Linked DNA regions of Mus musculus: region 2 is linked to region 1. Evidence: chromatin contacts called from public Hi-C data. All regions are on one chromosome and are shown on one strand. Each heading gives the region's core, a stretch centred on a gene start, on an enhancer-like site or on the middle of the called end of the contact. The rest is flanking DNA. Distances are from core to core; before and after follow the strand shown. Region 1 overlaps Auts2 (autism susceptibility candidate 2). Region 2 overlaps Auts2 (autism susceptibility candidate 2).

The links. Hi-C and Micro-C count contacts between places; a contact is called where the count stands out from the background.
Region 2: a contact with region 1 is called in a Hi-C map of cortical neurons, with 2.3 times the contacts expected there. The contact joins two enhancer-like sites. A contact is called at or near these places in 7 of 484 Hi-C or Micro-C datasets (cortical neurons, gonadal supporting cells, immediate neuronal precursor and 4 more) and 1 of 115 datasets of contacts at active chromatin or transcription factors (kidney).

What each region holds. Positions count from the first base shown.
Region 1 is chr5:132,199,305-132,202,726 of GRCm38.p6, reverse strand. All of the region lies in intron 2 of Auts2 (autism susceptibility candidate 2), which reads left to right. Among named protein-coding and RNA genes, the nearest start is that of 4930563F08Rik, 320 kb to the right of the region's middle. Within about 2 kb of position 1,931, at least 17 of the 459 cell types and tissues checked have an H3K27ac peak or open chromatin away from gene starts, as enhancers often do. A contact at or near this core is called in cortical neurons, where this site is marked.
Region 2 is chr5:132,112,171-132,115,592 of GRCm38.p6, reverse strand. The region is part of intron 2 of Auts2 (autism susceptibility candidate 2); the gene reads left to right. Among named protein-coding and RNA genes, the nearest start is that of 4930563F08Rik, 230 kb to the right of the region's middle. Within about 2 kb of position 1,937, at least 12 of the 459 cell types and tissues checked have an H3K27ac peak or open chromatin away from gene starts, as enhancers often do. A contact at or near this core is called in cortical neurons, where this site is marked.

The DNA of each region.
Region 1 (3,422 bases), core at 682-3,181:
TAACCCCATTTCTGATAAGTTCTGAAGATAGAGGGAATGGCCCTTGTCTCTGAAGTCGAGATTTGTAAGAGGCATGTTTTAGAGAAAGAACAATAGAACTTGGAGGACTTTGATAACCTTATAATTTAAAATAGATCAGAGTGTATTTATTCTTAGGAATCTTTTAGATACATCTCAGTGTGTTTGAATGCTTTGCTTTGAGTGTATAGCCGCTCCGTCTGCAGTAGGAGCATCTGTTTCCTCTTCCTTTTATAGCAGTGGAAATATGGAAATATGTTAGATGTGGTTTCTTAGCTCAAAATTCCCTGGTTCTTCATGTCAAAGTCAATTGATTCAACTAGTTTATACAACTGGACATATTTCTACAACAGAGTGAGTAAATAGAATGCTCCTTATCGTATGGCTTGTCGACAGGGCCCATGTCCTGAGACTGACGGGGCTCTTCCTTTAAAGTGGTTAAGCTTTCCTTTAGTCCAGTCTGAAAGACAGGAAGCTTTCTCTCTGGTGTTTTTTGGGAGACTGTGACAAAGCATAATAAAATAGAGCTAGAGAGACAGCTTAGTTGGTGTAAAGGTCGTGGTGGGAGTAAGAAGACGTGTGTCTTATCCCTAGACAAGGTAACCATGGACAAAATCCAGAACCGGTGGCCAGAATTTGTAATCCTAGTGGCGGAGACAGAGGCCTAGATCCTTGTGGGCCACTTACCTGAGTGTCTAGCCTGCTTAAGCGACTTCCATGTAAAAGTAAGAGATGCTCTTTTTTTCAAAAGCAAAGTAGGTGTTATCCTTAGAAACTCTAGCCCCTCATCCACAGAGAGATGCACACCTATGCATGCACGCACATCTACATGCACATTCACACACATAAATGAAATATATGAAGAAAATCATAAAAAAATAAAGGAAAAAAAGAGCAGACTCTCCGTGTCAGAGTGCACAGAGTGCCTGCTCTGCAACTAAACATGGTGGGATGCTGAGTGCATTTCACTGTGATGGCATGTGATGGCCCTTGTGTAAAGTACTGCAGAGCAACCTGTTTTCTAGGAGCCTGTCCTGTGGAGGCGTTGGAGCCTGCTTTGACCCTTACAGAGATTTCTGTCCTCACAGCATCACTCGTGGTGGTTTGTATCTGTGGAGGCAGCTTTCCCTTTCTGGAGCATCTCAGAAAGGCCTGTGCCCTGCTTGTCTCTCGCACTCTGGAGGATTCTTAGCTTAGAGCTGGTTCCTTTTGAGTTGATTCTTGGCAGTGGGCCCTAGCTTCCTTCCTGGCAGGTCTAGTGTCTCTTAGGGGCAGAGAGGAGATCAGATGCAGATAGCAGAGACATAATTTCTGCCTCCTGAATCTCTCAGCTGAAGAGTGCTTTCCCTCCTCCCAAAAGCTGAAGGAAGAACACATTCATCATTCAGGGTAATGAGCAGGAAAGAGCTGTAGCGTTCTCTACTCCATAGCAGAGTGTGGGATGAAATCCTTTCTGTTTACAATTCAGCTGTCTCTTGGTAGTGTGCATGGAAGTTGAAGTCATTTTAAGCTGTTCTCTCATGCTCAACTTGTGAGACAGTTCATCTATAAACTCGTCCTTGGAGGTTCAGGAGAAGCTTTTTGTAAATTATGAAGGTCTGAGATTGTGTGTGTGTGTGTGTGTGTGTGTGTGAGAGAGAGAGAGAGAGAGAGAGAGAGAGAGAGAGAGAGAGAGAGAGAGAGAGAAACACACGTGTACATAAATACATAAATGCCTGGGGTTGGCTGGGTAGGAATCAGGATGAGATGACCACAGTCGAGTCAGTGCCATACACAAATCTGGAAGATGCTCGTGGGTCTGCACAGACAGAGGAGCCCTTCTGACAGTTTTATAGGCGCTGCAGCAGTCCTTCTTCTGAGAAATGGAGGAGGTCTTGAGCACCAATCATCCCTTCTCAGACTCTGCCAGAGGAAGGGTGGCTCCAAGTGCAGCTGCAGTGGAAAGAGCATTCCCTCACTGCAGCTGAGACAATTCCTCCATATAGCTCGTCCCATTTCAATAGTAAACTGTCTGTTTAAAGCAAAACAAAAAAGGCAAGTGGGAGTTAGAAGGAGAGTTTATGCCAGGAAATGGAAATGAGTTGCTGAGGAAGTCTGTCTTGGTTATGGTTTCAGAGTTATTAAAAAGGCTCAATTGCTAGTCTGTCATATCTTTGTGTATGTTTCTGTGAACTTCTAATTCTCCCAAAACATTGAGGCTAAAATAGCAAGTCAGACTTTAATTAGAGAGCACACCACGGTTGGGAGGAATGATGGGCTCCTAGCTCTTAAGCCTAACATCCTGCACCAGCTCTCCTCCAAAACGGGTGGTAGAAGTAGGTTGAGCTATGGTGTCCTCTGGTCCTTCTCCCTTCCTGATGGCTTTGAACTGTTCAGAGAGTGATTAAGGCTCTGTCAGAGCAGGTGGGGTTTGCCATTGGCAGTGATGTTTCAATAGTGTTTCCAGCTGGCTCCAGGTATGAAGCGGGGCCTAGGAGTATGTGATGCCATTCAAAGGTAATTTGTCCTTACCTTTGATCTAGCTGGAGTGTGAGCCTGAAGCTGTTCTACAGCTGTGCACCATTCAGTCCTGTTCGGGTAGGGTCCACTTCCTTCATTCGCTGATAAGGAATGGAGGTGGGAGAGATAGATGGATACTTGGCATGGCTGCTGTGGAGCCCAAGCTCTTCTGGGCAGTCACTGGCTGCTGAACATATTCTCTCCAGTAAAACACCTGCTTCTCCTCACTCCCTTTTCTTGTGCACCCCTCCCCTCCCCAAGAAGGACAAGCAACAATTTACCTGCTTATCTGAATTTCCTTCGTTCTCACCCTTAGAGAACATCCTATACTCAGATATATTTGGAGTGTGTGGTTTTAGCTATCAGCTTGCTATAACCTAGAATTACTAGGGTAAAGACCCTTAGTGGAGGAGGAGTCATCTTAATCAGGTTGGTTTGCCCACTTGTCTGCTAGGGGTTTTCCTCACACATAATTGATGTAGGAAAAGCCAAGCCTGTTTTGACTGGCCCCATTCCCCGTGCAGGGTGTTCACACTGGGTGAGAGCAAGCAGGCAAGCACCCAGTCGTTGCTCTCTTGTCTTCATTGTGGCGGTGGTGGAAGCAGCGGCTTGAGTTTCTGCCTCAGCTTCTCTAACTAGTGGAGAGTAACCTAGAACTGTAAGCCTGCGTAAACAGCTTTCTTCTCCTAAGCTGTTATTTTTAACACAACAGCAGAAATCAAACTAGAACAGAATGTAAACTAAGTGGGCTGTCTGTCTCTGCCCTTCTTTCCCTGACTCTGAGGCAGTTTCATGCTCTTACTGATTCCCACTGTTCCACAGATAAGTCACTGAGCCTCAGGTGATTGGCATAGTGGCAGTCATACCCAGTCTCACCTGTCTTCTGAGAGAAGAACTCCCTATAG
Region 2 (3,422 bases), core at 688-3,187, 87 kb after region 1:
TGTTTGTAGATTTCCCCCCCTTACATTCATCCTGTCAATATGGAGTTAGTTCAGTCCGCAGCAGGTTCCTCCTAACTATGTTATGTTATGAGACCCAAGGAATGAAGCCAGCCACCCGTGTACCTTATATCTCTGCTCCTCGTGTACTCAAAGAATGCGTTGTATCATCTATATCCTTTTTTCAGGGAAAAGTAAATACAGACAGTTTTGGTTGCTTTTATGTGTGCTTATTTGCTATTTACCTTTAAAAAAAACAAAAAACAAAAAAAGCTCTATCAGGCAGGCATCAGAGTCAGTGTGATTCCCGAGTCTGTCCTCAAGGTTGTATGATTTTGTAGTCAATGGCCCAGGGCTTGAATAATTTTCAACATGAAAGGATCTGGAAAACTTGTCTTTTAGATGTTAACAGGGAAAGTTTTGCATTTTTTTGCTGTTTTTTTGGGTCTGTCTGTAAGTGTATGCCATGTGCATGCAGTTGCTCTTAGAGTCCAGAAGAGGGCGTCAGATCCTGTGGCGCTGGATTAGTGATGTTGTTGGGAGGGGCTCCATACAGGTCCTGTTGAGCAGACTTCGTACCCAGGGTGTTTGCAAGAGCAGCAAGTACAGCAATTGTCTGCAACCACCCAGCCATTTCTCTAACCCGGAAGTAATATTCTAATATCCAGGGATGTGAGTCAGTTTGTCTTTTTTGTTTATTTCTTTTGTTGACAGTAAGCTAGCCATGTTATTTTTGTCAACCTAGGATATATTCTTGGATTCTTTCAAGGACGGTGTTATACAATGTTTGTGCTACTGTTCCAAATAGCCTCTGAGAGGCTCCACCCAGCAGCTGACTCGGACAGACAGACACTCACAGCCAAACAGTTGATGGAGCTCTGGGACTCTTGTGGCAGAATAGGAGGAGGGATAGCTAGCCGCAAAGAGAAGAGAGACTCCAGAGGAGGATCAACAGAGTCAAGAAACCTGAACCCTTGGGGCTCTCAGTGTCTGAACTACCAACCAAAAAACATGCACATAGGTAGCAGATTACAGTTTGGTTTTCATATGGGTCCTGAATAACTGGAGGGGGGCTATCCCAAAAGCTGTTGCCTATACATGAGATGTGTTCTTCTAGCTGGGCTGCCTTGTCTGGCCTCAGTAGGAGAGGATGCACTTAGCCCCTCCAAGACTTGAAAGGTCGGGGGATACCAAGTGGGTCCACACCTGCTCAGAGGAGGAGGGGAGAGGGTGGAGGAATGATCATGGAAGGGGGTAACTGGTAAGGGGGCAGTAAGCATGATGTAAAGGAAATAAGTAAAAAAAAAAGAAGATGATGAAGAAAGAAAGAAAGAAAGAAAGAAAGAAAAAGAAAGAAAAGGAAAGGAACAAAGAATTTATTTAAAGAACCTTTGTGGGTTGACTTAGTAAATAATACACCCTCTTGTCAACTGACGCTTTATTCTTTTGTAATTTAATAACTTGTTACAGTTTTTGGAACACTGGAGAAATCAAGTCTTCAATAAATCATTCAATAGTACATGAGTCTTCCTCACAAATATTGAGCATACATTTTTAAAAAGTGTAGAATTTTACCCCCAAAATGTCATATTTAGAACTAAGAAGCCTAGAGTCACTACATAGTATAAAAAAAGAAAGCATGGTAAATGGCTTCAGAGTTCTTATAGCTCAGTTACTCTTGGATTATGCTAATTGAAAAGTTATAAAATGGTATTAAAAAAATAACGCGTGAAGAATTATGCATGAAACACTAGGGCATTTTTCTGAAGGAGAAAAGAAAGCAGTCATTCTCACACCAGCAGAGGTTCAACACAAGGTTCTGGCTGGAAATTCCACGGCTCCTATTTCTCCCTGTTTTTCTTGCACCAGATGGCACTGTTTAGTTCTCTTTTGCAGCCTTGTTCTGGAACTTTCTGTGGGAGAATCTGTTTCAGTCCAGGCTCACCAGTGACACCTCCTATATCCCACATGAGGCCTTTGTGGATGCTTGAGAGAGGCCTTGACTCATGTGTAGCTGTGTCTCGCAGGACCCACGGCAAGCTTGTTAGCAGATCTGAATAAATCCACGGATGGATGGGAGCCTGAATTTTCCTCCCAGAGTTCAGCGGCTGTTTTGATTCCAGACGTCTTACAGTGGTGTGGTTTTTCAGAGTCTTTGCAGGCGGCTCTTATTATCTGATGCATCTTAGATGTATTATATGAGTAAAAGTGTGTCTGTAGTCATACAGACACAATCTTTTTTTATGAAGTCTCTTGGAGCTCTTAAAATGCTCTTTGACATTCGGTAGGACTTCTGTTCCACAGCATCATTGAGTTATATTAGCTTCAGATATTAAAACTCAAAGAACGTTTTGTGCCATTTCTATTTATTCCTAGGGCTGGTTTATAAAGAAATTACTGCAGACCTTTGATGTCACTGTGTCTGAGGCTAGCTGTTCTATCTCCTCCTTGCTACTGCTGTCAGTACAGTATGCCTTCAGGAAAGCAGCCTCAGCTCACTCCTTAATAAGAATGCCAGTATCGCACTGTGGTCCCTCCCCTTCCTGATTCTTTATAAGCATATTATTTTGAGGTGTTTTTTCTTTTTAGACTTTATTAAATGCTGATGAATGTTTTTGCTCGTCTGTATGTCTGACTCCACTAGGTCTGAACGGGTCAGAAGAGGGCATTGACTTCCCTGGAAATGGAGTTTCACTTGGTTGTGAGCCTCCATGTAGGTGTTGAGAATTGAACTTGGGTCCTTTGTAAGAATCCGTACTCTAACCTCCTGAGCCATCTCTCCCACTCCTATTTTACTTATTTTAGTGTGTGTGTGTGTGTGCGCGCGCTGCACGCATGTGTGCATGTGTAGATAGGTAGGTGTGTGTATGTATGAGTACAAATGTCTGCATAACACAGAAGACAATATTAATTTCCCATGGAGCTAGAGTTACAGGTAGTTGTGAGTTGCCTAGTGTGTGCACTATGAAACTCTGGTCCTCTGCAAGAGCAGCAAATGCCCTCAACCACTGAGACATGTCCTGGTCCCCACTTCTTTTCTACAACTCTTTTAATTTAATTTAATTGTGCTTAATTTTGAGATCAGGTCTCATGTAGCTTTGACCTGCAGTCTGTAGCTGAAGCTGACCTTTAGCTTTTGACACCCCCCCCGCCCCCCCCCCATCTCAGTGCTTGGATTACAGCTGTGTACCAGCACACCTGACCTCGTTTTGTGACTAATATACATGCCTGGAGCATCATCGTGTGATGCTCTCATGAATGATGCTCCCATGAAAGCTGCTTTCCCTTTCCTGTTGTTTCTCAGAAACAGTGGATTGTTGACACTCACTGATATTCCTGTAAATGCAACACTTTTTTTTCTCCTTCATCCTGAGTTTAGCACTGATTGCTGCTGTCCTTCGGTATTTCCTTGTTCTGGGTGTTCT